Linked DNA regions of Mus musculus: all the other regions are linked to region 1. A link is a contact called in public ChIA-PET, Hi-C, HiChIP or PLAC-seq and promoter capture Hi-C data. All regions are on one chromosome and are shown on one strand. Each heading gives the region's core, a stretch centred on a gene start, on an enhancer-like site or on the middle of the called end of the contact. The rest is flanking DNA. Distances are from core to core; before and after follow the strand shown.

The links. Promoter capture Hi-C pulls out the DNA fragments that hold promoters and counts their contacts. A called contact is a pair of places that touch in the nucleus more often than the background predicts. ChIA-PET counts read pairs in DNA pulled down with a chosen protein or histone mark. HiChIP or PLAC-seq counts read pairs in DNA pulled down with a chosen protein or histone mark.
Region 2: an H3K4me3 HiChIP or PLAC-seq map of embryonic basal ganglia shows a contact between it and region 1, with 4 times the contacts expected there. The contact joins the promoter of Lamc3 here to the promoter of Ass1 in region 1. A contact is called at or near these places in 9 of 39 promoter capture datasets (HPC-7-derived erythroid cells, cranial neural crest, embryonic stem cells and 4 more), 4 of 15 datasets of contacts at CTCF or cohesin (embryonic stem cells, large pre-B cells, pro-B cells and 1 more), 11 of 484 Hi-C or Micro-C datasets (B cells, the CH12 cell line, the N1E-115 cell line and 6 more), 12 of 115 datasets of contacts at active chromatin or transcription factors (astrocytes, embryonic basal ganglia, embryonic forebrain and 7 more) and 2 of 9 other capture datasets (embryonic stem cells and liver).
Region 3: a contact with region 1 is called in a Hi-C map of muscle stem cells, with 2.8 times the contacts expected there. The contact joins the promoter of Gpr107 here to the promoter of Ass1 in region 1. A contact is called at or near these places in 1 of 484 Hi-C or Micro-C datasets (muscle stem cells) and 4 of 115 datasets of contacts at active chromatin or transcription factors (embryonic stem cells and memory CD8 T cells).
Region 4: an H3K4me3 HiChIP or PLAC-seq map of embryonic basal ganglia shows a contact between it and region 1, with 5 times the contacts expected there. The contact joins the enhancer-like site here to the promoter of Ass1 in region 1. A contact is called at or near these places in 6 of 39 promoter capture datasets (3T3-L1-derived adipocytes, cranial neural crest, liver and 3 more), 6 of 15 datasets of contacts at CTCF or cohesin (the G1E-ER4 cell line, embryonic stem cells, hippocampal excitatory neurons and 3 more), 77 of 484 Hi-C or Micro-C datasets (the AML12 cell line, the AtT-20 cell line, B cells and 45 more) and 12 of 115 datasets of contacts at active chromatin or transcription factors (T-cell acute lymphoblastic leukemia, astrocytes, bone marrow-derived macrophages and 7 more).
Region 5: an H3K4me3 HiChIP or PLAC-seq map of craniofacial prominence shows a contact between it and region 1, with 4 times the contacts expected there. The contact joins the promoter of Fibcd1 here to the promoter of Ass1 in region 1. A contact is called at or near these places in 3 of 39 promoter capture datasets (embryonic stem cells, hippocampal neurons and stem cell-derived epiblast-like cells), 1 of 15 datasets of contacts at CTCF or cohesin (pro-B cells), 4 of 484 Hi-C or Micro-C datasets (the G1E-ER4 cell line, bone marrow-derived macrophages, immediate neuronal precursor and 1 more), 10 of 115 datasets of contacts at active chromatin or transcription factors (astrocytes, bone marrow-derived macrophages, craniofacial prominence and 6 more) and 2 of 9 other capture datasets (embryonic stem cells and liver).
Region 6: a contact with region 1 is called in an RNA polymerase II ChIA-PET map of memory CD8 T cells, with 5 read pairs. The contact joins the promoter of Tor1a here to the promoter of Ass1 in region 1. A contact is called at or near these places in 3 of 39 promoter capture datasets (cranial neural crest, liver and pre-B cells), 1 of 484 Hi-C or Micro-C datasets (liver), 3 of 115 datasets of contacts at active chromatin or transcription factors (hepatocytes, large pre-B cells and memory CD8 T cells) and 1 of 9 other capture datasets (pancreatic islet).
Region 7: a promoter capture Hi-C map of embryonic stem cells shows a contact between it and region 1, with 4 times the contacts expected there. The contact joins the promoter of Qrfp here to the promoter of Ass1 in region 1. A contact is called at or near these places in 12 of 39 promoter capture datasets (cranial neural crest, embryonic stem cells, frontonasal cranial neural crest and 7 more), 1 of 484 Hi-C or Micro-C datasets (nephron progenitors), 9 of 115 datasets of contacts at active chromatin or transcription factors (astrocytes, effector CD8 T cells, embryonic basal ganglia and 5 more) and 1 of 9 other capture datasets (embryonic stem cells).

The regions. Positions count from the first base shown.
Region 1 is chr2:31,468,730-31,472,643 of GRCm38.p6, forward strand. It overlaps Ass1 (argininosuccinate synthetase 1), which reads left to right and starts at 1,541. Exons shown (of 16, transcript NM_007494.3): 1 at 1,541-1,610.
Region 2 is chr2:31,885,084-31,889,139 of GRCm38.p6, forward strand. It overlaps Lamc3 (laminin gamma 3), which reads left to right and starts at 2,198. Exons shown (of 28, transcript NM_011836.4): 1 at 2,198-2,660. The coding sequence starts at 2,261.
Region 3 is chr2:31,150,825-31,154,552 of GRCm38.p6, forward strand. It overlaps Gpr107 (G protein-coupled receptor 107), which reads left to right and starts at 1,492. Exons shown (of 18, transcript NM_178760.4): 1 at 1,492-1,657. The coding sequence starts at 1,535. It overlaps D330023K18Rik (RIKEN cDNA D330023K18 gene), which reads right to left and starts at 1,467. Exons shown (of 2, transcript NR_040334.1): 1 at 1,158-1,467; 2 at 225-426.
Region 4 is chr2:31,902,504-31,906,274 of GRCm38.p6, forward strand. It overlaps Lamc3 (laminin gamma 3), which reads left to right. Exons shown (of 28, transcript NM_011836.4): 4 at 927-1,093; 5 at 3,105-3,293; 6 at 3,406-3,523. Among named protein-coding and RNA genes, the nearest start is that of Lamc3, 17 kb to the left of the region's middle. Within about 2 kb of position 2,293, at least 35 of the 459 cell types and tissues checked have an H3K27ac peak or open chromatin away from gene starts, as enhancers often do. A contact at or near this core is called in T-cell acute lymphoblastic leukemia, differentiating embryonic stem cells, stem cell-derived primordial germ cell-like cells and 1 more, where this site is marked.
Region 5 is chr2:31,843,988-31,848,034 of GRCm38.p6, forward strand. Fibcd1 (fibrinogen C domain containing 1) reads right to left here and starts at 2,018. Exons shown (of 7, transcript NM_178887.4): 1 at 1,724-2,018. The coding sequence starts at 1,795.
Region 6 is chr2:30,966,620-30,970,697 of GRCm38.p6, forward strand. It overlaps Tor1a (torsin family 1, member A (torsin A)), which reads right to left and starts at 1,299. Exons shown (of 5, transcript NM_144884.2): 1 at 1,055-1,299; 2 at 471-736. The coding sequence starts at 1,235. It also overlaps a transcript of BC005624 not described here.
Region 7 is chr2:31,809,133-31,813,090 of GRCm38.p6, forward strand. It overlaps Qrfp (pyroglutamylated RFamide peptide), which reads right to left and starts at 1,448. Exons shown (of 2, transcript NM_183424.4): 1 at 1,275-1,448.

The DNA.
Region 1 (3,914 bases), core at 291-2,790:
AACTGCTGGCAGTACTGGCCCCTCTATCCCCCTGCCTATGTGTCAGTCCTCTGGGCTGGAGTCATTTCTGTAGTAGGGGGTAAAGGTTCCCCCTGTTCGTGATTCCTGCCTGAACCAGTTCAGTTCAAACCTGAGTTAGAGCAGAGGCTTTTGGGCTTCGGGGCCCAAATTCTGCTATGCTCTGGGCATGCTGTGTGGCCTTGGGAAAGATGCACCCTCTCTCTGTGCATATATTTCATAAAGGTAAGATGGAAAGCTTCTGGGCCAGCCCTAAGAAGCCGAGTCAGCAAATGGGGACCAATGGCCTCAAAGTGGCTCAAAAGTTGCTGGCATGTTCTTTTCATTGACCTCACTAGTCTCCTGTCTGTGAGGAAGGTCCAGAGCTGGTCCAGTGACGCCCGAAGGTCAGCTGTTCTAGTGTCACTTAGCAGAGAGATGCCTCAGGCTGTCCCCTGGACGTCCGTCCCCACCTGGCTCTCTGGAGTTTCTAACCAGCATGGGCTACGTTTAGCTTGGAGGACAGGGCCAGGAGCACAAAAGAATCCTGCAGCTAAAGTTTGTAAATGTGTCTGGCACCTTCTCCCTCCTAGAAGCCCCCACAGCTGCTGTTTCTGACCTTGAACAAAAATCAGGAGACCGAGTAAGGGGCTTGGCTGGACCCCAGAGGGCACCCAGAGTCTCAGGGCAAGGCAGTAGTAAGGAAAGCTGGGTAAAACATGGGCATGGAGCCGTCTGAGGCTTGGAATCTAGGCCTGCCTGGGGGATATGATCTTGCCGTAATCCTGGGTGTTGAGGTTCACTGGGGCAGGGGCTGTCCTGTGTGTTGCAGGGCTCAGGCCAGGCTGGGAAGCCTCTGGCACGGCTTTCTGGCTCATGTGGGCCACAACCCCCGGGTTCACTTTACAAGCCAGCAGCTTCACCTCTGTGAACCTCAACCTTCCCCATCTTCTGATGGCTCAGCAGACAGCCAGGCTTTGATTCACCATTTACTGGGAGCCCACGGCGATCTGGGCAGGTGCCAGGCCAGGACGTTAAAATGGCATCCCCAGCCATCCTTGGCCAACTCGTTTGCATTTTCTTGTGAACCCTTAGCTCTGGCTTGTGGGCTAGCATCAGGGAAAGCAAGAGCCTCTGAGGGGCAGATGCTTCAGTCTTTAAATCGAGTGGGGCTACACAGCCTCTGAACCTAAGCAATTTGCATCTTCACTCCCGCCTTGCAGCGCTTTCAAGGGTTCTTGCAAGACAGCTGCGATCAGCCTTGCTAGTCACGCGGGTTCCAACCTCTGCCGCCCTCCCAGGCGCCACCAGCGGGTCAGGATCAGGGGACCTAAATTGCAAGAGCCCACGCCCGTGCGCCCCCGGGAGGTGGTGCGGGCGCCAAGGGAAGAGGGAGGGGCCAGCGGGAGAGAGCGCGGGGCCACGCCCACCCGCAGGTGGCCTCGAGCCCTGAGAGGCTCGGAGCGGGGGCCGGGCCCGAGGGCGGGGCCTTTCTCGCGCCCGTCCCCACGTGTCCCAGGTTCCTGCCCCCCCCAGGCCCTGTGCTTATAACCCTGGATGCGCGCCTCTCTCAGCCCTGCTCCGCCGTCTGCCACTGCCGCCTGGGCTCACTGGTAAGAAGTTCCGGGCCCTTCTTGGTCCCCACTCTCTATCCAGGGTCTCATGACCAAGGAATCCCAGAGGGAGCGAGCAGCTGCAGGGGGTGGGCTCAGGGCAGCCCCCGAGTGACCGCGCAGTTAGTGGAAGGAAGGAGGCTGATGTCCGGGGCGCTGTGACGCACACGTTCCTCCTGCCTAGGGAACCCATGTAGGAGAACGGGTCCCAAGGTCTCCGGAGCAGGAGGACTATGGAGGTCCCCCTCTGGTTTTTCACGATCCTCTGTGTGCTGCGAAGGCTCCAAGTAGAGTCCCGGAGAGTCCAGAGGGTTGGGGGCTTCCGAATCCCTCTCCCTGGATCAGATTCGCCGATCTATGTTCAGGCTTGTTTCTCAAAGTAAGCAAAAGGTCCAGCCCCTCTTTGCCCTTAGGGGCTTGGGCGTGTGCCTTTCTCCTGAGTGTGACAGTACCCTGCTCTGGTGGACACGCGAACCCTGCCTACCCGTCCCGGGTCCTTCCTAGGCTGTGACTGGTTTCTCTTCTCCGTAGGGTGCAATGCCAGGCTCAGTCTGGGTGGGGCTTCTAGACAGGTTTCCTGCTAGCTGGCTGGCTCTTTGGGAGGAGCCCCTTCGCAGGAAATGTCTGTTTCTGGCTTGTTAACGGCTTGGGCCCTTCTCTGGAAGGCAGGCTAACCGAGAAATCGAGGGAAATCTTCTCCAGGAGAACTAACCGCGCTCTCAGTATTCCCCTCTGTGAAGTGGGTCTGTCAGGCTGTCTGCAAGTGCAGCTGGCAGGAGCAGACCTGCCCTTTCCCCAGGGGTAGAGTAGGAAAACCCTTCCTTTGATCCCTCGCTTTGCGGCTCCTCCACCTGGCAGGTGACCCCTGACGTCAGCCTCCCAGCTCCAGGGCTGCCAGCCTTGTGCCTGGACTCAGAACTCTTGCTGTCCAAGAGTTCAAGTTCAGTGAGCTGTTTTGAGAACTGTGGCCAGGGTCTGCCCACTTGCTCACTGGGTCTGGGATGAAGACCTGAAAAGACAGGGTCCCGTCCCCCCCCCCCCCCCGCAACCCTCCCCAGCCACCTACTCCCCCACTCCTCCACCCCCTCCCCCGCCCCAGACAAGGCTTTCAGAAGGAAGAAGACAGTGGAGAAACCTAAGAGCTGGGCTGGGCAGAGACTGGAATAGCCTCCATTTCAAACTCCCCCTACCCTCTCCCCCTCCCACCATAAACCAGCCAAGTCTGGGAGCATTGGAAGGGCCTCAGGGCTGCCCAAGGAATTCTGACTTTACCCAGTGCCCATGGAGTCCATAAATGAAGGGCAACTTCTGTCCACTACCCACCTCCTCCACGCACATAGTAGGACAGAACAGCTCTTAGCACCCTTGGTCAAGTGTGCCCCTCACCCCAGCTGCCTGCCTGCTCTGAGCTGAGGAAGTCAGACACTCCAGGAGCCTTGGGGTGGAGCCACGCCCCGGCCCACCTGCTGCATTTTCTCAGGGCCCATCTCATTGACCTTGGACGCCCCTAGGTCAGCCAGATCCCTCCACCAGGCTGTGAACACACTGCTTCTGGAGTGAGTGCCTTCCTTGCGGGCAGCCCTGCAGGAAGAGATACCTTGCTGAACTCTGGGTCTGAGGCATCGGTTTTCACTGAAGGTTTTGGGCAGAGTTCACTTCCCAGGACCTGGCTCCCTGTTCTTTTGAGGCTGGTTCCTCCCTAGACCTGGAAAATGGCTGGGCACCCAGAGCCTCAGTTGGTAGCATTAATGAGTGGACTGGTGTGTTCTTCTAGTGTTACTGGAGCTGTTAGCATCAGAGCACGGGCTCTGGCTGTCCCTGAAAAGCTGTGCTCTGCTAGCTTCCCCCCTCCCACCCCTTAGCCCAGTTAAAGAGACAGGTAAAAGGCAGATGAAGGACATGTAGTCTGTATAGCTACACCAGGAAGAGGAACAGAGGACACTACCCCAAGCCCACCTTTGGCATCCTGACACGAGGTTTAGGTTTTAACAAGGCAAGCGCCACCAGGAATTGCTCAAGAATGCAATCCCGTTCAAGGTGTGGCCCGGCCATCATTATCTTAGCTAAGTGGTCAGAACTGTGTGACATCGGCTCTTGGTTTGTTTGCTTATTTATTTTTGAGACAAGGTCTCACTATGTGGTCCTGGCTGGTCTGGAACCAGGCTGGCCCCAAACCCACAGAGATCTCCCTGCCTCTGCCATCCAAGTGCCGAGATTAAAGGTGTGCACTACCATGTCTGGCCTCTTGGGAGAAACGTTCCTTCCCTCAGTCTCCCCAGAGCTCCAGGTTTTTCCTTCCCCAGC
Region 2 (4,056 bases), core at 948-3,447, 420 kb after region 1:
AGAGAAAAGCAAAGCAGGGAACCTGAGGCACCACTGAAACCTCCACTGAGATCACCAGCCAAGGAAAGACAGACGTTCAGGAATGCTGGCCCGTTTGGTGGCCATCCAGCAGGTCCTGAAAGAGGCCATCACTTCCAGCCCGGGACCCAAAACCAGCCTGGAGTTCTGTGTACCCCACAAACATGCCCTGGCTGCTGCAGGGTGCAGATCTTGAGGATACCAGAGTGAAACACATCCGGCTCCTGCCCCTTGACAGTACTCAGCCTGAAGCCCTGTACAGGACAAAGACAAGTTCATGCCATGGGACTGCTACCACCCAAGCCCCATCACCAGCCCCTGCCCTGCATGCCAACATGATGGCCGGCTTGCTAGCCTCCTGGCCTTGACAAATGTACAACACCTCTGTGATCGTCTTTCCTTGATCATTCTGCCCAACTTAACCTCTTTTAGGAAGCCTACCCTGACCATGTGGAACTGGTCACGGCTCCCTCTCCTAAGTCCCCACTTTGGTATGCCAGCTGCTGTGGCTGGCTGGTCAGCCCATCATTAGTAGCTATGATGTGACAAGCACCATCCCTCTTATTGGGCTGTGAGACCTTTGCATCCTGCCCAAGCACAGAGAGGACGGACAGAGGCCCTGCTCGCCAGAGCCCAGACTAGCCAGCCTTGCAGGGTCCTGGAGCTATTTCTTAGCAGCTCTTGGCTTCGCTATAGTGATTATTTTCAATGATCTGGGAGTTGAGCAGCACATATTGCCCCGATGCTTAGAAATTTCTGTTGTATGTGCTCAGTGGAAGGTTGGAGGGACCTCAGAGGCTGCCACACAGAACACTGTTCCCAGGGAAGCCACTGTCACTACAGTACAGCTGGTGCTGACTGCAGCAGAGGTGTGTGTGTGTGTGTGTGTGTGTGCTCGTGTGCACATGCGTGCACCATTAGGGCTATGGTTAGCACACAGGGATCTCAACACAGGCTATAGAAGTGAAATATGTAGAGAAACCTTCTTTCTCTGGGACCTCATGTATACCAGAATATTCGTCCAGAAGGACAGAAGCTAGCTCCAGGGACCCTGGCTGCAAAGGCAGATAGAAGGAGAAGATTCGGGGGCAGTCTTAGTGAGACAAGGTGTGGGCTCTGCCACAGCCCCATGGGTGATACAGAAGGGGCCCAGATATCATGTGACTAATGGCTTCTGTGTTGTGCAGTGTGGGTCTCTCGCCTACTCAGTCTCTCAAGGAAATCAATAGAAGCCTTGTAGGTTGAATTGAGACAGTATCTAAGGACCTCACCCAAGCTGAGCCCTTGATTAAGAGATATTAGGGGTGCAGGAGTCTGCTCTGCAGACAGAGGCAAAGAACATGGGCCTCCTTGGTGGTCCGCGTCCACAGCAACAGGAGTCCATTTTCATCCCAAACTTGCCTTTGTCCTCCTCTCAAGGTGTCCTTGTGATCCTGTATCTAGCTAGCAGTGTAAGGAAGGAGGCCCCAGAGGGGGCTAGCACAAGGCTCCCTACCACAATTTGCCCTGTACCCCTGACTACCCATGCCAGACCCCAAGAGAACCACTTCCTTAACCCTGATCATAACTTTCATGCAGGGTTGGAGTCTTACTGGATCTATCCAACCGTGGCTGTGGGAATCTGACGGTGTCCCGCTCCCATGGGATCATTTTGTTTTACTGTCTACAAGGGCCAGAAGGTGCCTTGGGAAGGACATTAGTTTGGTGGAGAGAAGGGGAGGCCTCTGTTGATAAGAGGAAGCCTTTTGATAAATCCCAGGTGACAATATCTGCTTTGGGAGGAGACGCCAGGAGCGCAACACTTTTGACAGAGAACACTGGACAGGTACGGAGGAAAACTGCCAAAGGTCATTCTGTCAGGTGAAGACCTGCGCTTGTCTTGCCTTTCAGCTCAGGAAGGTACACAAGTGCAGAGCTTCCATAGAAGAGCCGCATTAGCAGAATAACTTGGTGTCTCTACCGAGACCATTTTGCAGGGAGGACTGTGGAGCCAGGTTCACAGTTCCCGAGTCCACGACCCAGCCAGAACAAGCAGGCACTCCCAGGCACGTCCAGCAGGTGGGGGTGAGCACGAAGGGACGGAGCTCGGATGGTGGGGTGTCGCCTGCATGGGTCCCGCCCTCAGATGCCGTCGGGTTCCGCCTGCAGGGGAGGACTCCAGGGGCCAGTGGAGCGCAGAGGGGCTAAGCGCAGACCGCAGCGTAGAGTGGATCCCGGAGCAGTGCAGAGCGGGGCGAGGACCATGGCTGTATCCAGGGTCCTGTCCCTCCTGGCAACGGTGGCATCGATGGCGCTGGTGATTCAGGAGACACACTTCGCGGCAGGCGCGGACATGGGCTCTTGCTACGACGGTGTGGGACGCGCACAGCGCTGTCTGCCTGAGTTCGAGAACGCGGCGTTCGGCCGACGCGCCGAGGCCTCCCACACGTGCGGACGGCCCCCGGAGGACTTCTGTCCACACGTGGGGGCACCAGGGGCTGGGCTACAGTGCCAGCGCTGCGACGATGCTGACCCCGGACGACGCCACGACGCCTCCTACCTCACAGACTTCCACAGCCCCGATGACAGCACCTGGTGGCAGAGCCCATCCATGGCCTTCGGGGTGCAGTACCCCACCTCTGTTAACCTGACCTTGAGCTTAGGTAAGCATGCACCCTGTCACCTTATATCCAAACCATGGAGGCCCAGGCAGAGGGCTGTGCACGCTGGGGCAGACTGCAGCACCCCACGGGTAAGGAGTCAGAACCTGCAAGCCCTGGGTAGCAAGAGGTCAGCCCAGGGGGCTCCCCTAAGGGCTTGGGGGAGCAGAAGGCTCCCCTCAGCTGTGGAACTGGGTACAGCAACAATTCCCTGGAAGAACTGTTAAGGAAGGTGGGGGTCATACTTCCATGATGATCTATCTGATCCATCCTCTAAGACCCGAACTTGTAATCCGGTCAGCTTCGATGCCCTGTGGACGGACCTCTGACGCTGTGAGCAGTTTGGGAATGGGCGTTAGGGCAGTTGCCACCAAATGTGAATGCTGTAGTACCCTGGGCAGGACAGCCAGTTTCTTCCTGCCACTGGATAGCCAGCCTGGGCGTTTCGAGTGGCCCCTCCGCATTGTTCTTGATTGCTCCACCCAGACTGAGGCAAGATGAGGGAGCACAAGGCCCTTGAGGCTGGGAACCCAGGGGTCCACTTCTACCTTGAAACTGGACTATTCTCTACCCACTCCAAGTTCAGATGAGCCCAGCGATCTCCTCAGGTTCCTTGCTATGTCCTGAATACTGTGTAAATCTTCCAAAGGTTTGATAACTTGGATTTGGTATTTTCATAACTCATTTTGACACTAAACGTGACCTGAGGCGATTTCTAACCTTGGTGTATCCTAGTAAGGGCCAATATTCATACATTTTGTTACTGGATCTCATTTGAGAGCAGCTTACAGCCGCAGAATGAAGCCTGTGAGCTAAGCACTCTTCCCCTGAGCTACATACATCCTCAGCACGCCTCTGAAAGTCCAAGGTACATCAGGAGCAGAGTTTGGATAACATCTAATGAAACTATGCCCCAGTGAAAAGCTGGAGGCTCAGAGAGGTTAAGTGCTTTGTGCAGAGACACACAGCTGCTAAATGACAGTCAGGACCCACACATTCCTGTGCAATGGAGGTCAGAATATAAACTTGGCATGTGCTGTACCACCCACGACTACACTGGCTCTTCCTAGCCATGGGTGGCAAAGCCCTGGCACCACAGCTTTGTCCTCAGAAAAGGGAGGTGGGAAGAATATTTAACCCCTTCAGCAGCATAGGCAGGCACATTCCCTTTGTATCCCAAACCCAGTTCCCAGGGGTGAGGACACATTCTCTCTACTGTCTGGAGCCTGGATGGGGTGGGGTCTGCCCAGACAGGAAGCAGGAAGCTAGGGGAGGTGGTGGCCAATGGGGCTGGCAGGACCTCAAGGCCATGGGAGGAATCTGGGGCAGGGAAGGAGACACTGTGTTCCCTAACAAAGGCTGTCACACGTGCCCATGAAATCCAGATGCCAAGGAGGGA
Region 3 (3,728 bases), core at 242-2,741, 320 kb before region 1:
AGTTCACAGTTTGTGGCATTAAAGTATATCATATTGGGCTGAAGAGATGGCTCAGCAGCTAAGAGTTCCTGTTCTTCCAGAAGACTGGAGTTTGGGTTCCCAGCAAGCACAATGGATGGCTGACAACCAAGGTAACTTCAGTTGCAGGGATCTGATGCCCCCTTCTGGTCTCTATGGGTACACCTCATGGCATTTATAAACACACAAACAACATAAAAACAAACTTAATTTCCTATCTATATGTATTTATATATACAGATCTATCATGTTGGGTTAGAGACACTGCTCAGTGGTTAAGAGCACTTACTGCTCTTATAGATAGATACCTGAGTTAACTTTCTAGTACTCATGATGTCAGGCAACACACAACTGCCAGCAATTCCAGCTCCCGAGGATCTGACACCATCTTCTGGTCCTCTCAGGTACCTATACATGGCACACACATACATAAAAAACTTAGAAAAGCAACCAACCAGACCTTCAAAATACATCCTGTTACTAGTTCCAGTTAAAAAGCTATAGGAATCTGATTCTGTCATAGGTGTTCACACACCTACATAGTGGTAGCTGCCTGGTAGTAGAGTTCCCTGTGTTTTTATTGTGTCCTATTTTGCTTAAATAATTACATGCACATACACAAAAGCATATGTTACTTGTGTGTCCAGCTAAAAACAAGAATCTAAGAACTAAACCAACTTGGTTATCAGCTATTTTAATACGAGTGTTTCCTGTAAGCCCTGGTACCAGGGACCTACAACCAAGTCCTTCCATTAAGTGTTAAGGACTAGAAGCTAAGTTTCCAAAGAGACTAAAATAGAAAACATTAAGGCTCAGACTCCAGCGGTGGCATGAAATCACACAAGACAAAATGACGTATCAGTTAAAAATCTGCATGTGATCCCCAGCTCAGACTGGCCAAAATGACCATTTCTTAGAGTTTAGGTAGAACAGAGGAACAGCCTGACACCTACCTCTTATATAATTAGATTGTCCCAAAGATTAAATGCCACTTAAAAAAAAAAAGCCTAGTGGATGGCTTCCTATGGACTCAATAAATCCTATTACTGCAACTATTTCAAGCTGAAGTTTGTGTAAAGGGCCTAGGATGATAATAAGTCAAGGAATCTAAGACAGGCCAGCAATTTCTAAGTTATTACCACCGAAGGCAGTCCAATCATCCGCCAGGGTCAGTGGCGGACATTGCGGGTTCCAGACTTTGGTCCAGGCCCCTCAATCCCCAAGCCCGGCAAGGCAGAAAGGAGGCCCGGCTTGAACTTGCCCCGCCATGGTTGTCATGGCAAACGCTTCAGGGTCCTCACAGGGGCTTTGCCGGAAGTCCGTCCTGGGAGGCCAATTGAAGAGTGCCGAGGTGGTCCGCTCAGGTCCCTGCGTGACCAGAGTTGCGTTTTGCAGTAAAACGATCTCAAGGACCTCGGAGGCGGCAGCCGCGCCCCCTTCCAGAGCACCTCCGGGACGACGCACTTTGACCCGGAAGTGGGTGGGAGAGGAAGCAGCTGGTGATGCTGGAACAAACATGGCCGTCCCGGTACCCCTCGGCCGCTTCGGCTCCTTCTGCCTGCGGCTGCTACGACTGCTGGCGTTGCTGGAGCTGCTGGTCCACCCCGTCTTGGGCCGCGTCCATCACCTGGCGCTCAAAGTAAGGCCTGGCAGGCTGGGGGCAGGATCAGGGAGTGGCGACGGGGGGGTGGGGGGAGCGCGACCGCTGTCCCGGGCTGAGCCAACTTCAGCCCAGCGGGATCTCCTAAGTTCGGCCCCTGAGCCAGGGGGTTTGCGCCGCCCCGTAGGGATGGACTACGCCGTGCGGCCTCCTCGGGTAGTCTGGTCCCTGCAGGTTTGAGGTCCTGAGGAAGGGGCCCAGATGCGGCCTAAATACCCAAAGACCTGGGAGGCCACTCCTGCGATTCCTGCTGGCTTCCCTGGATTCCACGTTGGTGGCAACCTTCCCTAATTCACCCTTTCATAACTTAAATTCCAAGTTCTCTTGTCCGCGATCTCCGCCCTTCTGTGCTCCTTGATCTGGCGCTTTGAAGTTGTGCGGAATCTTAGCCTGTTTCCTTGCTTGGTTTAGGGTGCTCGGTTGACTGACCAAAGCCAGAATCCCCAAGAGGAATTCAAATCTCTCTTGAAATACATGCCTTGGTTTCAAGAAGAAAAAATAAGAAAGAACAAGCCTGAGGATTTAAACTCAGCATCCAAAGTGTTTCTAAGTAGTGGGCCTTTTTCATTCCCGCTCTATGGCCATTGCCTAAGGAAGATGTTTATGACAGGCCTGAAGTGACCACCAAGAACCGCTATGGTAGCTAACTCACAGTAGAAAGTTCTCTAAGGCTTACACAGGATTGGCAGCCGGTTAATATACCTGGAGAACAGAAAGTGACATCATTATGACTCAAAGCCTTGTACATTTTCCTAATAGTCAGTGTACCAAGAAGTTGCGGATCTGGACACAGCTGTCTGTAAAAACACTTTCCATTAGGTGTGAAGGATAAAGGCTTGTGAATGTAGCGTTTAAAGGGTCCAGACAGACTGTAGATTTGAAACCTGGCCAAATCCATACAGGCACACTTGGGCTGTCTGCTTTTGATTGTTAAAATGATCTTGAAGCTGGGCGGTAGTGGCGCATGCCTTTAATCCCAGCACTTGGGAGGCAGAGGCTGGCGGATTTCTGAGTTCGAGGCCAGCCTGGTCTACAAAGTGAGTTCTAGGACAGTCGGGGCTATACAGAGAAACCCTGTCTTGAAAAACAAACAAACAAATGATCTTGAGTAAAGTGACTCTTACCTACAGCAAGACAGATCAATCTTGGCTCCTTATAAAATCCACTGAAAGCTGTAGGCACTCTCCCCAGAGAAATGCTTTTTGAAGTAAGACCATCTTACATCTTAACAGCTTTCTTGGCCTTTCTGTAGCTTCATAATCTTGGTACAGTTTAATCAAGGTATCCAAGTTTGCAGATTCATCACTCTGAGGGTAAGAACTCCTGATTTCTAAAGTCTCGCATTTTGAGGTTTGCAGATTGTTTTTATTGGGTATATAATTTAGCTGAGTTTATAAAGCTTAGGAATTAGAAACAAAACTACTTGTAACAAGACACACTGGGACCACATCTCCTGGCTCCCTGTCCAACATTTCTAGTGTTTAAATGCCAGGTGTCTGGTATCACTAGGTAAACGCTGGCAGTATTTTATATTGGCCAGCCTGAGTGATCAGTATATTCCAACCTTCTATACCAGCCTTTATCTGTGGTGGAAGCAAACTTAGAGTAGTTCTGTGGTTGGCCTCTCTTGTGCCAACCTAGTGAAGTTCTGTGGTTGACTTCTCTGTGTCAGATGCCTTGATGGTTTTCTCTCTTGTAACATGCTCCCTACGATTATCCTATAGTTGGTACTAGAATCTTTTTTCTTGGACAGTCTTTACTTGTTATCTAAGGAGAGGACATTTACCAGCAGAGGGTCCACCAAAGAAGCAGAAGATGGTCTTACCCTGCTTGAAGTTGGGAAGCACAGGCTTGAGCAGGTTAGAAACCCAGGCTTGCAAGTGCATGAAGTGATCACCAAATGTCAGGAATATGCATTGATTTAAAAAAAAAAAAGATTCATTTCTCTCTCTCTCTCTGTGTGTGTGTGTGTGTGTGTGTGTGTGTGTGTGTGTGTGTGTGTATGTATGTATGTGAAGGTCCCTTGGAGCTGGAGTAACAGGCAGTTGTA
Region 4 (3,771 bases), core at 1,043-3,542, 430 kb after region 1:
CACAATTGCAGAATTACCTGAGGTGACCCCAGCCCTCGAAGGATTGACCCTGTGACCTCTTGCCCTCCCTGACCCAGGAAGCTGAATTGACTTCTCCCTGAGCCCCAGGTTCCCCCAGAGTTCCCAGGCAGAGACCTTCTGTTGCAGCCTTGGACAGCCTTCCAGGCCTCAGTTTCTCAATCTGCTCAAAGCTGACAACAGGAGGCTGGCGAAGACAGGTGTGCTGGTTAGCTAGAATTTTGTCAAAAAGACACAGGCTTCAGTCATTTGGGAAGAGGAACCCTCAATTGAAAAAAATATATATCTCCACCAGACTGGCCTGTAGGCAAGTCTCTGAGACAGTTTTTTTTAAAATGGCTGACAAGCTGGGCTTGGTGGTGCACGCCTTTAATCCCAGCACTCGGGAGGCAGAGGCAGGTGGATTTCTGAGTTCGAGGCCAGCCTGGTCTACAAAGTGAGTTCCAGGACAGCCAGGGCTACACAGAGAAACCCTGTCTCGAAAAACCAAAAAAAAAAAAAAAAAGGTTGACATGGCATTATCCAGCCCACTGTGGGTGGTGACATCTCTGGGCAGGTGGTCCTGTGTTATACAAGAAAGCAGGCTGAGGAACTCATGGAGAGCAAGCCAGTATGCAGCATTCTCTCATGGCCTCCCCATCAGCTCCTACCTCTAGGTTCCTGCCTTGAGTTTCTGCCCTGACTTCCTTTCACGGTGACCTGTGAAGGAGATGAGCAAGATCAAATAAACCCACTTCTCCAAGGGACAACAGACCCCAATCCATAGATATTTGGGAACCCCAGGGTTCTCCTTATCACTGCCCCAGGGATGGAGTCAGGGCTCAGGGAGGCCCACACTTGCACTGCCTTCGAGGGGCACCCTCCTCCCCTCAGTGTCTCCAGGCCCTTCCTCCCGGTGTTCTCCTCAGGTGCAAATGCAATGGTCACGCCAGTGAATGCGAACCCAATGCGGCTGGTCAGCTGGCTTGCCGCTGTCAGCACAACACCACAGGAGTGGACTGCGAGCGTTGTCTGCCCTTCTTCCAGGACCGTCCGTGGGCCCGAGGCACCGCCGAGGATGCCAACGAGTGTCTGCGTGAGTGTTTCTCAGGCAGCAGGCCTTGAAGCTAATGAGACTGACAGGAAACAATGCCCCAAACCACAGTGGGCTGCCTGTGCCCCTGGGTGGGCCTGGCATTCAGTGTGGGGTCCTTGGCTGGGCAGGAGAGTGAACATGATGTCTAGGGAGCACTTGAGCCCCAGTCCTCCCTCACAAGTCATTCCAGGATGAGTCCACCCAGAGAGGCGCCTGTGGTAGGAGGGCAGGAAGGTCCCCAAACTCCACTTAACCCTTTCTTAACTGTTCCAACCCTGGCAGCTAATGAAATCCAGTCTTCCACCCCCACCCATAGGATTCAGATCCGCCCACCCCAGTCTTTCCCACAGTCCCCCCGCAGTCCCCAGCAGCCCTTTGATGTTTCAGCTGTGTGTGGTGTGGCTCTGTCTGTTTAACCTCAAAGACATGCTGGTGAAGGAAGGAAGGGGCCCTGGAACCTTCTGCAAGGATGGTGGAGAGGGAAAAGAAGCCTTCCCAGTGTCTGTACCAGCCACTCCAGCATCCCACTTGCCCTGGTCCAGCCCATCTCCCTTCACGGTCCTCCTCTGCTTCCGGCTTCACTGTGTGGTGCCTGGAGCCAGGCACAGAATTCCACACACAGCCTCTCGCAGCTGACCTCCTGGGCTCGGGCCATAGCCTGCCAGAGCTGGGGGTGTTGAGGAGACAGCTTTTCCTTGAGATAGGACAGCTTTTTTTTCTGTCTGTAGGAGCTGCCTCAGGGCCCAACACAGTCCTAATGAGTTCCTCTTGGCTTGATCGGCTGCCTCCCCCAGGGAAGGTGTGCTGGCTCCCTGCTTGGGCCAAGTCTGTGCCTGTCTCTACGTGGGAGGGGAATGCTGAGAACTAGCCTGCTCCCCTGCCAAGCCCTTACCCCGGCCACCAGCCTGAAAGATGCAGGTTTCATGCCTGACCTTTCACCCCATGACTCCCAGCCCAGGCAGCCTCTGAGCCCTAAATCCCCCTTCTTTTGCATCCCTTTAATCCCTCTCTGCAGCCCTCTCCTCTGGGTGCCTGCTGTCTCCTCTCCTCTGTCTCCAGCCTCCAGTGAAGGGTCTGCAAAGAGTGCGAATACAGCTCTGTCCCTCCCCTAGTCCCCACCTCCACCCCCAGCCTCCTCCCCATAACTCCAGCCTCCTGGTAGCTCTGACTCAATCCGCTGGGCATCACACATCAGTTACCTCACTCTATCCCCTCCGTGGCCATCAGGAGGCGCGGTGCTCGCTCCCAGCAAGCCTCTTAGCATACACACACCAAGCAGATAATGCTTCCCTGGTCCAGAGTGTCTCCCCCTGGCTCCGATACACTTCTGGCTCCATGGTCCTCCTCTATTAAAACACCTCTCTGCCTCTGTCCGGGAAAACATTGTTTTGGAGAGTTTATTAATGAAGCCCACCTAGTTCTTAAAGAGCATCCTGTTTGGGAATACCAGATGATGGGGCTCTGTGTTCTGGGTCAAGTTGAGCCTAGACTCTGGCCCTTCCTCTTAGTCACTTGTCTTGTTGCTATGACAAAATGCTCCACAGAAGCAGGATAGGAAAGGAAAGGTTTGTTTGGGCTCACAGCGTGAAGGTACAGTCCCCTCACGGTGGGGACGCCATGATGGCAGGAAAGTGAAGCAGCTGGTCACATCACATCTACGGCCAGGAAGCAGGGAGAGATGAACGATGAGGATAATATATATTATCAGATCCCATTATAGATGGCTGTGAGCCACCATGTGGTTGCTGGGAATTGAACTCAGGACCTCTGGAAGAGCAGCCAGTGCCCCTAACCACTGAGCCATCTCTCCAGCCCCCAGTGCCATCCATTTTTAACGTGGGTCTTGCCATGTCAGCATACTGTAGAAATCACTGAACCTAGGAGAAACCTAGGAGGTTGACAGGATGAACCAAGCACACCCATCTTGGAGATGCCTCCTGCTTCAGAGAGCATAGTCTCTCAGCCCCAGCAGAGGCCATCACTCTTACACACAACCTTCCATCTCTCCCAGCCTGCAACTGCAGTGGGCACTCTGAGGAGTGCACGTTTGACAGGGAGCTCTATCGGAGCACAGGCCATGGTGGGCACTGTCAGCGGTGCCGTGACCACACAACTGGGCCACACTGTGAGCGCTGTGAGAAGAACTACTACAGATGGTCCCCGAAGACACCATGCCAACCCTGTGACTGCCACCCAGCAGGTGAGTGATCCCAGCTCCACCCTTCCTCATCTCCTACCCTCATCTCCTCCCACCTCGGCCCCTCCCACCTCGGCTCCTCCCACCTCCACTGCCCAGTGTCCCTCCTCTCCAGGCTCTCTGAGTCTCCAGTGTGACAACTCAGGCGTCTGTCCCTGCAAGCCCACAGTGACAGGCTGGAAGTGTGATCGCTGCCTGCCTGGATTCCACTCACTCAGTGAGGGCGGCTGCAGGTGAGGATGTGCATTGCAGACTGGTGGCCTGGGTCAACCATGTGGTGTGTTTGTGCCAAGGGAACGGAATTCTAGCTGCCCTCACCTTTACATTCTCCCCTGATGTAACCCCACCCTGTAGCTACTGAGCCCCTGCCTCTTGAGAGATAAAGCTGCAGACACAGGAAGAACTAACCAACCAGCCCACTGGGGTGGAGGGTGGGGGAGACCTGGGAGGCCCACTTGCTGTGAGAAGGACAGAGCCCCAG
Region 5 (4,047 bases), core at 768-3,267, 380 kb after region 1:
CTGGGCTCTACCTGGTGCAGCTGGGAGCTGGTTCCCAGGGGCAGCAGAGTCCAGGAGGCCATACCTGGCCCATGACACCTTGAAGCCCCATTTCTAGCAGACTCCCCAGAAATCCCCATCCCTCCTCTCCCATGCTCCTCTTGGCGAAGTTTCAAGCATCTGACCTCAGCAATGGCCCTTACCTCAGCTGGGCTTCTGGAAAAGGCAATGGCAGGGGGCAATGGGGGAACTTGTGGCCCCAGGGAACTAGAGCTAGGGGCACAATTTAAAAAACAATGAAATTGCCTGGACTAAGAGCCCTACCCCAGGCAACCAGGGAGGCCTCCAAGAGGGAGCAGCCTCTTTCCTACCCTCTGTAGAACAGGTAGGGTGTCCCTGGGTGTGCAGTGTTTGGAGGCCTGGTGGTGTCAATCAAATGAGAAAGCACATGTCTGGACGTGGGATCCGGCCCAGGGAGGCAAATAGCAGTCAGGATCTTTAAGATACCAAAAGGAAGGAAGACTGGACCAGGTTGGGGTAGCCTTGAAGTTTCCACTGCTCCTTTAAGATCTCAGCAGGAAGGGCCCTGCCACCTGGGGACACAGTGAAGACTGGAAGAGTTAAGAAGGGGGACAGACCACCCAGGGAGGCAATGGAACCAGTCTGAGGTTAGAAAAGTAGAGTCCCTGCTCTCTGGCCCACATGCTGTGTGGCTTGGGCATATTCAACCTCCCTGATCTTCATCTGGGATATGGGAAGTGTATACTAGTGAAGAGCCAGCTTTGCAAACAAGCTAGCCGGTCCCCTTACCAGACCAGTGTTACTCGGAAAGAAAGGCAGGTTGCAGCTTTGATTAGTGAGGAGTGGCCACGCCCACCCCTGCCACCTCCTCCTTCTCTGGTTGCAAACTCTCACTGTTCCTTCCCCAGTGACATCTGTCTGGGAGAAATTTAAAATTTAAAACGGGCAGCCCCATTATCTGCTCTCCTTGGCAAACGGCCTCCTCAATTCGCTTGTCTATGCCAGTCCCTTGATGGCCCAGCCTGGGGCAGTCCTGCGGCCACCCCTCTGCTTCCGACTCCGGATGCCCAGTACCTCAGCAGCCCCTCCCTGTTCTGTCCCAGCTGGTGCAGTGCACAGCCCTGGGCATCCTCCAAGCCGGGACACTTCACTGTCCCTGCAGAGGCAGTAGGGAGAGAGGATCAGCCAGACCCAGGTTCAAATCCCTGTAGGGCTTCGTGGCCTCGGGCTGCAGCGGGACCTCTCTGAGCCTTGCTCTCCTGAAAGTCAGAGAATCACAGTGCCTAGGCTTCTTATAGGAGATTAATATTTACTGTTCCCCAATTGAATTTGGGCGCCTAGGTAAAGAGGGCGGATCTGGGGGGCCGGTCCTGTTCTTGAAGCCTGGAAAGATGTGCGGGGCGCCTGGCACAGGTTAAGGAATTTCAAGTGAGGAGGACCCCCATTGAGGCTGTGGGCGAACGGGACTCTGCGCGCGGTCATCTGTTGGCTGTCCCCAACTGAAGGGCTGATCCACAACCAACTATAGGTCTTCTCTTCCCTCTGCACAAGCAAGCACAGGGGTCTCCGGTGGGGGTGGGGACTGGCTGCAGCGGGTGCCTTCTGCAGGGAGCCCAGAGTTCAAGACTCCGCTGAGGGGAGGAGGAGAGCAGGTGCTCCCACTAAGCTCTGCACAAGCTCACCAAACTCCAGCCCCCACACCCGTCCCCGCGCCCGTGGGTACCTGCGGTTTGTCGCGCGGTCGGTCCTCAAGTTGGGACGCGCTGCCCACGGTCTTCCACCGCTCGTGGACCATCTTCCAGCAAGACCAGCGGGGTTGCGGGGCAAGGGCGAGTGCAAAGGAGGCGAGGGGTGCACAGGGTGCGTTGCACTCGCAGGAGGTCCCCTCGGTGCCGGGGATCCGGGGTGGCCCGGGAGCGGCGGCCGCCAGCTAGGCTGCGTGTGAGCGCGTGTGATTGCTGGGAGCGCGGGCGCGAGCCTCCGAGAGCCGCCCGCGCCGCGCCGTCCCCGCGTCCCGCTCCCGCGCCTCCCGCGCGCTCCGCCCTCTTCCTCCCGGCTCAGTCTCCGCGTCTTCGTCTCGGACCCTCAGGGCCTTTTATTGCTCCCCGCGGCTTCCCGAGCACGCGCGCGCGCCCCCCGAGGGCTCTAAGAGTGACTCCCGCTCTAGCCCGGTCGCTGGGGGGTGAGGAGGACTATTCAGCAGCAGCGAGCGTGACGACAGCCACGGGCTCCTCGAGGAACCTGCGCGCCCTGCGGCGCCCCGCGCAAACTTCCTCTCGGGTGGGACTCGTCTAAGTCCCTAGGAAGGGGCTAGGCAGAGACCGTGTGACCCTTTCGGGGCTCCGAGGTTCCAGTCCCGGGGCAAGTGTGCGCGTGGCCCGCTAATCTCCAGCCCTGTGGCCTGGTGCTGGAGTCCCCGACTCCGCAGCCAGGCTGGCCCCTATGGCATCTGCCCACCCGGAGTCCCGAACAACACCTCGCTCCGCCCCGCCCCCCCCAAGCCGGCCTGGAGCTATCCCAACCGCGGGAGGAGGGATCTGAGCCACCAGTGGGGGCTTCTCAGTCGTCCCTCCCACTAGCAACACTTTTTAAAGCGTTTAATCCGCCCGAGCAGCCTTCGGAGGTAATTGACAAAGTCCTTAATCTGCGCGGTTAACGAGCTGCTGTTGTGACTCCGACCGCGTGGCTCCCACGCGCCCCACGCCGAGCCCCGCCAGCCGCCCTTCCCCCCAGCTCCGCAGAGACGCCTGGGCCCCCCGCTATTTCTTAAAGCTGTTTTCCGGCTTCGGGGCGCTCTGGCCGCCTTGCTGTTCCCTGGCACCGGCGTCGTCTCTCTCCCACCGGTTTCCAGTCTGTTGCCTCATCTTCGTCTACGTCCCTCTTCTCGTCCCTCTAGGTGCCTGGCAAGCGTGGGGCAGGCTTTGCGAGGGTGGGGCCCGAGCCTAACACAGACAGAGTGGTCCCGGGACCACAGCTGAAGCTAGGCACTGTGGCCACGTGCCCTTCCAGACTGTCACCAGCCAGAAACTGGATCCCACAGTCTGCACTTCCAGTGTTCCGGGTGGCTGGGGTCTCCCGCGGTCCCAGCCCGGCTTCCGGACAGTAAGCTGCCGGAGTTACTTACTGCCCAGTCACCCCAGGCTGGGGTCAGAAGCCCACATCCTAGAGGATGAACATGTGTCGCCCTGCACACACCCCTCCCCCATGCTCCCTCATCACTTAAGAGGGTTGTAGGTGACCCAGAGATCCTTCAGGCCTAAGCAGGAAACTGTGATTACTGGCCACTGAACCTCTCTTGACTCAGGTTCCCCTTGTATCCAAAGGGTTAACAGCACCTCACTCTGAAGGGCTCTCTCTTCCGGGGTTCAGAGGCAGGCACCATACATAAGCATCTGAGGGGTTAGTGTTAGCTGGGGTTCATACTTCCCGCTATAAACGCAGGCAGGCTTCTGCTCTCTCGGAACCTGTTTCCTCATTGAGCAAGCAAGGATGGAAATGGACGAAGGCTTCCCAGCGCCCTCACAAGAAGCAGGCATTAGGGATGGAGAGGTAGCTCAGCAGTTAAGAGCCCTGGCTGCTCTTCCAGAAGTCCTGAGTTCAACTCCCAGCAATCACATGGTGGCTCACAACCAGCTGTAATGAGATCTGATGCACATTTCTGGTATATGTCTGAAGACAGCTACAGTGTACTCATATAGATAAATAAATAAATAAATAAATAAATAAATAAATAAATAAATAAATAAATAAATAAATAAGAAGCAAGCATTAATTAAGGATCCCAAGTCTGATTCTGCAGTTCCCCGGGAAGAGCTAGGCAAGGTGTACACTAAAAATCACCCTGGGCAGTCCTGGTCTGGAGATGTGGTCCAAAGGTCCCTGGGTGTACACGGAGAGCTGTCAGCCTGTTTAGGATGGTGATACTTGGTTCAGGGGACGCCACTTTGATGGTTAAGACAAGGGAGGCCAAACTCTGAATGGGAGACACACGCAGGTGTGCATGGGCGCCTTCAGGACATTCTGCTTCTGGGTCTGAGGAAGGACAGG
Region 6 (4,078 bases), core at 49-2,548, 500 kb before region 1:
AAGACCCTGGAGTTGTTATGTCCCCACTTCCCAGCCAAGTTGTCACCTTACCGAGTCACTTTATGAGTGTCACAGAGGCCACTCATAAAACTTTGGTGGTCTAACTGCTCTATGTATCTCAAACCCTTTGTAACTTACATATCTATCCCCCAGTGCACCCTCGCCACAGCGGGAGTTGTGGGAGTTGGGGTGGAGAGACATAATACAGAACTTCCCACATTCTGGGCAAGTGCTCTATGCCGAGCTACCCCCAGCTCTTGACAGTCCCCTTTAAAACACGGTAGCCTAGCTTCAGCTGTCATTCCTCCAAGGGATATGACCACTTCTGTGCACACCTTTTAAAGAGGAACTGACATACAGAGAGCCATGTTGTGGCTCACTCACTGACGTGGAATTCCCACATCCCACCCCACAACAGAGAAACCCCAATTCCGGGTCATCCGCGAAGGCGGTCAACTTAATGCTCTTGCCTTATACTGTGTGATGTTAGAGGCGTGGGGGAAGTGTAGCGTGGCCACAAACAGGTGTACATAGTCACTGTTCAGTCCGCCCTCGTAAATATTCTCCGCGATGATCTTGCTGGCGAAGTTTTTGCCGGTGCCCGTCCACCCGTGCAGAGAGAGGGTAAGGGGCTTCTTGGGCTTCGGGTTGCTTAGGAAACCAGACACGGCGTTTAGGATGACTTTTTTTGCAAGATGCTGTCCAAAGAGCTTGTTATCCAGATCTTTCTGCAGCGCTGAGAAAGGAAAGATCACTCTGGTCAGGAGAGAAACAAGCTGGCAAAAGGCAGCCCCATTTCCAGGACGTCAGGGCCCGCGGAGCCTGGTTTGGAGAGCGCTGAGGGACCCTGGTGCTGCGAACTCTGCCCTTCCTCGGGGTTGGCCCCAAAGCCAAGCGGAAGAGGTGCCGTGAGGCCGCCCCGGAGAGCTCCGCGCAGGGCTGACACCCTACCCCGGGCCCCGACCACTCATCTCTCAGGCCTCCGGCCAAAGTCTGGCCTGGCAGCGGCGCCATCCCCCTGCCGCAGCATCCCGGACGCCTGGTGCCCGCCTACCCTCCCGGCTGAGGCTCCGCATCTGGCCGCAGCACTCGGCGAAGAGGCAGTAGAGACGAGGGTAGGAGATATAGGTGGTGAGTACGCCGGCCAGGGCCAGACTCAGGCTGATGGGCTCCACCGCACGAACCACGCACGGCGCCAGCAGCAGCAGGGCCAGAGCGGCCCGGCCAAGCTTCATAACCGGACCCGCGCACCTTGCGCGCCCAGCGCCCGCCCAGCGCCCACCGTACCCCGCGCACCGCCCAGACTCGTATTTCCGGTTCCTGCTGGCGGGGCCGCCCTCTTTGTCCGGGGCAGGCAGTCTACCGACGCTAGTGGCTACCATCTTTGTTAAGGGCAAAGTCCCTTCTGCTTCTGAACCTTGATGTTACAGGAATAATATTGAGATTATAGGAATCAGGTGATGATGACTGCTGCCCTATCCCCATCAAGTAACAGTGTTTTAGAACCATTTTTTTTTAATGATGGGCGGAGAGATGGCTCAGCGGTTAAGAGCACTGACTGCTCTCCCAGAGGTTCTGAGTTCAATTCCCAGTAACCACATGGTAGCTCACAACCATCTGTAATGGGATCTGGTGCCCTCTTCTGGTGTGTCTGAAGACAGCGACAGTGTACTGACATACATGAAATAAATAAGTATTAAAAAAGAAATGACGCAGGCACCTGCGTGCATGTGGTGCTCATAAACTCATGTGGGCTTACACACATGCATAAATTAACATGTAAATGAATAAATTTTTAAAAATGAGAGGATAATATAGTGGGTTCCCACATGACCCCCCCCCAACGTGCGTCCCTATCATTAAATCTGACAGGTGCGGTGGGTGGTGTGCACCCTTAACCCCAACACTCTGTATGAGTTGGGGCCAGTCTACAAAGTTTCAAGCAGGTCAAAGCTGCATATTGGATCTTGTCGTTAAAACAAAACAAAACAAAACAGAACAAAACTGACATTTGAGGGCTGGGTATTGTAGCACACACCTTTAATCCCAGCACTCTGGGAAGTAGAGACAGGTGATTGTCTTGGATATCTGAGTTGGAGGCCACCCTGTCCTATACAAGGAATTCCAGGTGCAGTCAGGGCTACAGTGAGAGTCTGACATCTCAAAAAAAAAAAAAAGAGGGATCTGCATCTCATACTTGTTAAAAACCCATGACCAGTATTTTTTTTTAAAGATTTTATTTATTTATGTATGTGAGTATACTGACTTCAGACACACCAGAAGAGGGCATCAGATTTCCACTACAGATGGTTGTGAGCCACCATGTGGTTGCTGGGAATTGAACTCAGGACCTCTGGAAGAGCAGTCAGTGCTCTTAACCACTGAGCCATCTCTCCAGCCCCATGAGCAATATTATTAAATAAAGCCCATAGTTTCTTACCCAGTTTCTTCCTTAGGGAACTGTAGGAATAATGTTATTGTGCACTGTATAAGGATTATCCTTGTATTATTCACATGCTGATTGCTATGCCCTCATATATGGTTGCTATCCTTATTTTGAGAACTGCCTGTCATCAATGTTGTGTAAACATTGCTTCCTAATTATTCAGATTGGTCAATAAAGGGCTGATCAGCCAGTGACAGAACAGGAGAGAGGGAGGAAGTGGGGATTTAGCCATGAGGTGGGAAGTCCAGAAGACATCATAATCATAAAAAACAGCTGGAGCAGAGAAAGCCATAAAATACAACAAGTATCTCAAGGATTGTGGCTGTGAAGTAGTCAGATTAGCTTAAAGGACTAAAATAAACTAATACTGCTCAGTTGTTGTGCCTTAAACCTGTTAAATAAAATTAAATAGTCCTGTCTCAGTTATCTGGAAGCTAGTCGGCTTAAGAGCAAACTGTAACATTTATAAATTACCACTAACAGGGAACACTTTGAGCTCCCCACAGTGCTGACTCTCAGCTTCTCTTGGGTGCTCTTTAAATGACTTTGAGAGTTTTGAGAAATACTAGACACTTGGGGAAGGGGAGTTCTGAGAATGAAACCCTGGGCCCCATGCATTGTAGGCAAATGCTGCATGGAGCTATGCCTCAGACCTTCTGTTTCTTGTTTGGCTTCATATTAAGCTTTCTTTGGGATGGCAGGGTGGGGGCAGGGTTGGCTGGTGGTCAGGGGATGGTAGCTAGGCTACAGGACCTCTACACTCCTAACCTGTTAGCCATCTCCACAGCCTCCGTTTTAAGCTAAAATCTTCAGAACTACGCCAGGCTGTCTTTCAACATAGTACAGACTGGTTTTGAAACTTGATCTCCCTGCCTCAACCTCCTTAGTTCTGGGACATAGGCCTGGTCTTTTGTTGTTGTCATTCCTGGGGATCAAATCTTGGGCCCTCTGCATGTAGCTGTATCACTGAGCTATCTCCTTATCTGAAAATGTTTGCAGACTGTCCTCCTATTGGAATTTGACATTTTCTCATCATTAACTAGAGTTCAGGAAGGGGTTGCCAATGTAAAGTACTATTTCCATGCCGGGTGTGGTGGTGCACGCCTTTAATCCCAGCACTAGGGAGGCAGAGGCAGGTGGATTTCTGAGTTCCAGGCCAGCCTGGTCCACAATGTGAGTTCCAGGACAGCCAGGGCTATACAGAGAAACCCTGTCTCAAAAAACCAAAGGAAGGAAGGAAGGAAGGAAGGAAGGAAGGAAGGAAGGAAGAAAGAAAGGAAGGAAGGAAGAAAGGAAGAAAGAAAATAAATAAAGAAAAGTGCTATTTCCACCACATCCTACCCAGGGCCACATCGTCAGCTTTGTTTGATTGCTGAGACAGTCCTAATTTGCTTTCAGTTAATGTGATAAACACTATGACCAAAAGCCCCTTACGGGAGGAAAGGGTTTATTTCATCTCATGGGATCATTATGTCTAGCTCAACTCAACCTGAAGAAGAGCCTGTGGAAGAAAGTTGCTTACTGGCTTGGTCTACAGAGTGAGTTCCAGGACAGCCAGGGCTATACAGAGAAATCCTGTCTCGTAAAACAAAACACAACACAACACAACAACAACAAAAAGAACCAATTGGG
Region 7 (3,958 bases), core at 198-2,697, 340 kb after region 1:
GGGAGCTGCCTGCCTTGGTGGCTCAGTACTGGAATACCAGAGCTGCCAGCTGGCTTGCAGAGGTACCCGGGTGGCCCTCGGGGCTGTGTGCATTTGGGTTCAATTTTCTATTATAATTATTGACTCTTGGGCCGTAGGCAGAGTGAGAAGCTGCCGTGTTTTCAACTTGATAATGAATAGGTCTAGCAGCTCTGCTGGGAAACCCCACTGTCTCCCTAATTCAGGAACAAGTTGCTCTTGGGAGGGGGAAATGGGCCTGGTGGCCCTTGTGTAAGTCAAACTCCTACCTGGGGAGGAGCTAGAGGCAAGGCTGGGGACAGCCAGCACCCACTGAGCTCCCACTGGGCAGGACAGGCTCTGGTGAATGGGTTTCTCTGTACAGTAAGTCTGTCTACAGCAAACGCTGCCCCACCACACAGCTCTGGGCTCTAATGTCAGTGTGGTTTCTCCCTGTGCCAGTCTCTAGGGAAATGATTGCTTCCTGATGATAGCCATCCAGCCCACCAACCCCGGGGCCACCCCCCCTAGGACCTCAGGCACAGAGAGCCTCAGGGTTTGCCCTAGGTCCTACAGCTTTATAAGAAAGAGAGCTGAATTCAAGGTAGCCTCATTACTCTGTGCCCCCATACCTGTCTCATTGTCTCGAGGTCCCCCCCCCCACATCCCTTGGTGGGAACTGTTCCCTTCCCTCACAGAGGATGCTTGTGTTTGCAGTGACCATGGGTGAGCTGAGCCGAGCTGGCTCATCCTCTGAGGAAGCCCCTGAAGCTGGAAGTGGCGGGGGACGGAGGGGGGAGGGGGGGGGACAGGGGGGACGACTTCTTTCCAGAAACAGCTCCCTTGAAAACATTTCAAAGAAGTGAGCGCAGCCAGAAAGCTTCAAAAACAACAACAAAAGCAGCCCTGCTTTCTACCCAAATCCAGCTTGCTAAGCCCCCTAGTCCCCAGGGCCTGGAGTAGCCTCCAGTCTGCTGCTGCTAAAGGGGCTTCCTCAGGCACGGGTGGAGAGGGCAGGGCCCCCCACATGGGACAGACAAGTCTCATTCCCTTCTCCCCATAGAAGGGGAGGACCAGGAATGGTCTTTATCCCCAGAGATTAATACTTCCTGGCTGGCATCTAGGGCCGGCTGGCTCTGGTGGAACTTGAGCTGAGGATGAAGCTGCGGGTCTCCCACACACCCGCCCTTCCTGGTGTGTGGCTCGTGGTGCTGGCTGTACCCGCCTGCACCCAGCTCACCTGGAGAGCCTGGCCTCCCGTCCCTTGCTGTACTCACTGTGCTGAGGGCTGCTCTAAGAAGGGCAGGTGAGTCCCTGGACCCCAGTTGTCAGGCAGAGCTGCTCAGGTCCCGGTCCAGCAGGCATGGCTCTGGGGTTCCCCCGCTTTATAAAGCTCCCTGGAGAGGCGAGCCCCAGCCTGCCTGATTGCTATGCATTCCTAGCCCCAGGATTCCTTTGGGGCTGCTGGTGGTGAAGGAAGGGGCACCGTGGGCCAAAGGACAAAGAGACAACGCAAACAGGATGTGGTCTGATGAAGAGTGGCGGGCGCCACCCTTGCAGCACAGAGAGCATCATCACGGGTCAACCGCGGGCTCAGACACTGGAGGTTCCCGGTGGAGACATGGAGGCCCACTCTTGAGAACCCTGATGGTGGCCCTGCCTTGGTCTCCCTCCAGAGACGGTGGGCTTACAGAGGCAGCATCCTCACTGCTGAGAGGGCTTGGAGGGTCATGGACACCCAGTCCCTTCTGTAGGCAGATGAGGTGTTCTGGTATATGATATACCCCTCCTTAGGAGCCTCGGGAGACATGAAACTGGGCAGGAATTCTTGGTTCTGAGGGGTTCAAGGTTTAGAACTCATGGCTAAGCAGGTCCCTCTCGGGCGACAGCTCCAGCAACACACTCAGTCTGTGACAACAGTGGTATGTTCTGTCTCTCTCACCATGCGGCCTCATGGCTGGTCATACTTTCCAGAGTTGGCTGCCCATCCAGACATAAAGCCACAGGGCCTGCCCTTCTAAATGGCGGAGTATGATCATACCTACCTCCCCAGTGGCTGTCAAGGTGGCTGGGAGATAAGGCATCGAGTTAGCTAGGTGTAGACTTGGCAAAGGTGTAGGGCAGGTAATGAGGCCTTCCTCCCACACTGGCACCCTCAGGAAGGACAGGGTTGTCTGTCACCACCACCCCTAACCACACACCATGACTTCTCTTCCGCTGAGTCCACGGCTGGGTGCTGTTCTTACCGGCCGGCACCACCGCAGTGAGTGTGTGTCTGCAGGGGCTGTAGATACCTCATCTCCATAGCCTCCTCCTTTTACCAGACTCCCTCTGGATGCTGACCACGGGTGCTCTGGCCAAGGTGTGGTCACTGCCCATTCCAGGGCCACTACTCAGTGCAGTTCTTCCGGTGACTAATGACAATGCCCCACCCACACACCCTGGATTCAGCAACTGCATGGTAGGGTGGGACCCTTCCCCTGTGGCCCACTCAGTTCCTCAGTTCACACTGGGCTCCCACCTGCCGTGCTGTGACTATGGGGCTGGGAGGCCAGCTCAGACATTTGCTTTAATCAAACACTTGGCTCTGAGGGCTGGGCAGACTCCCAAAGCGCTTTTCAGGCACACTCCTGGGTTCCTGCCTGCATCTGTCCCTCTGATCCTTGAGCCCCAGTGTCTTCAGCTACTGTCCGCCATGATGGGGGACCTTGCCAGCAGCTGCTGTCCAGGCCAGCGTGGAGTCTGGAGTTGAGGGTGTTTCTGATGTCATCGAGCAGGATGGGCCTTGTCAAGGTTAGAGGCTGAGCAAAGAAGGAAGCAGTGTTACAGGAGGAATTGGGGTGGGGGGTAGCTTTCCAGGAGGTTCCAAGGCTCTCTGAGTTGCAGTCCTGAGGGCACAGGGCTCCATGCAGCCTGTCCAGGCTTCCTTGCAGCCTGGCTTCTGGACCCATCTGTGTTTCTCATGGTGTGAGGGAGGGCTGAGACTGGGTGAGAAAGGGTATATTCATGACAGCCAGTCTGGGCTGTGCCCTTGCAGGTTCCTGGTTTCATCTGAATGATCCCCCCCCCCCCCCAGAATAGGACCCAGCTTGGAACACCATATGGCTATGATCTCCATCAGCCCCGAACCTCTGAAATTGATGATGTCACAACACTCCTCAAGTCATGAAGAACACACCCTTCTCATAAATGTTCACCACCACTGGGGTCTCCCCAGTCTCCTCACAGAACCCCAGGGAGATTTCTTCCCTCAGTCCTACACCCTGTAGATGGCTCGTCCTCAAGCCCCTTGATAGTTCTAGAGAGTTCTGTGAGATTGGGTCGGTGAGACCCATCCAGCTGGCTCTTGAAGCCACAGACAGAGCAGTTCAGCTGAGGGAATCATCATGGCCAGGGCTTAGCAGTGTCAGGGAGCAGGCTAGCTGGACAAGGCCCCCACACAGGCGAGAGTGCTCCGACAGAAACAGACACAATCACCTTGGATTTCTGAGGGCCTGGCTCTGGAGTCCTGTCCCCAGCATCTCTACCTGTGCCTCCCCTGCACCCCACCCCCATCCCTCCAGCCCCATGACCCAGAGTGAGCTGCCTAGAGGACAGGACACTGAGAATCTTGGGAAAGAGTCTGAGAACTGGTGTCCTGTGGACATGGCCTCAGGACACTCCCACAGTACAGGAGTGGTGATCCCTCCCTCACTGCCCCCATGCCGGGGTAGGGGGCGGGGGGTTCCGCCCCTGTTCTCTCTGCAGTGTGGGCACTCAGTCAACCCTACCTTTCATGGAATAACTTGAGCTTCAAGTTGAAGCATCGATTAGAAATAAATGACTGTTTATTAGTTCCTCAGAGTGTCGACTCCTCAGAACCCCAGGACTCATTCCCTATAGGGACAGTTCATCACCACAAAGACACCCGTGGGATACACAGAGCCAGGCGAGGTGAAGCCATGAGTCCTAGACTCCAGAA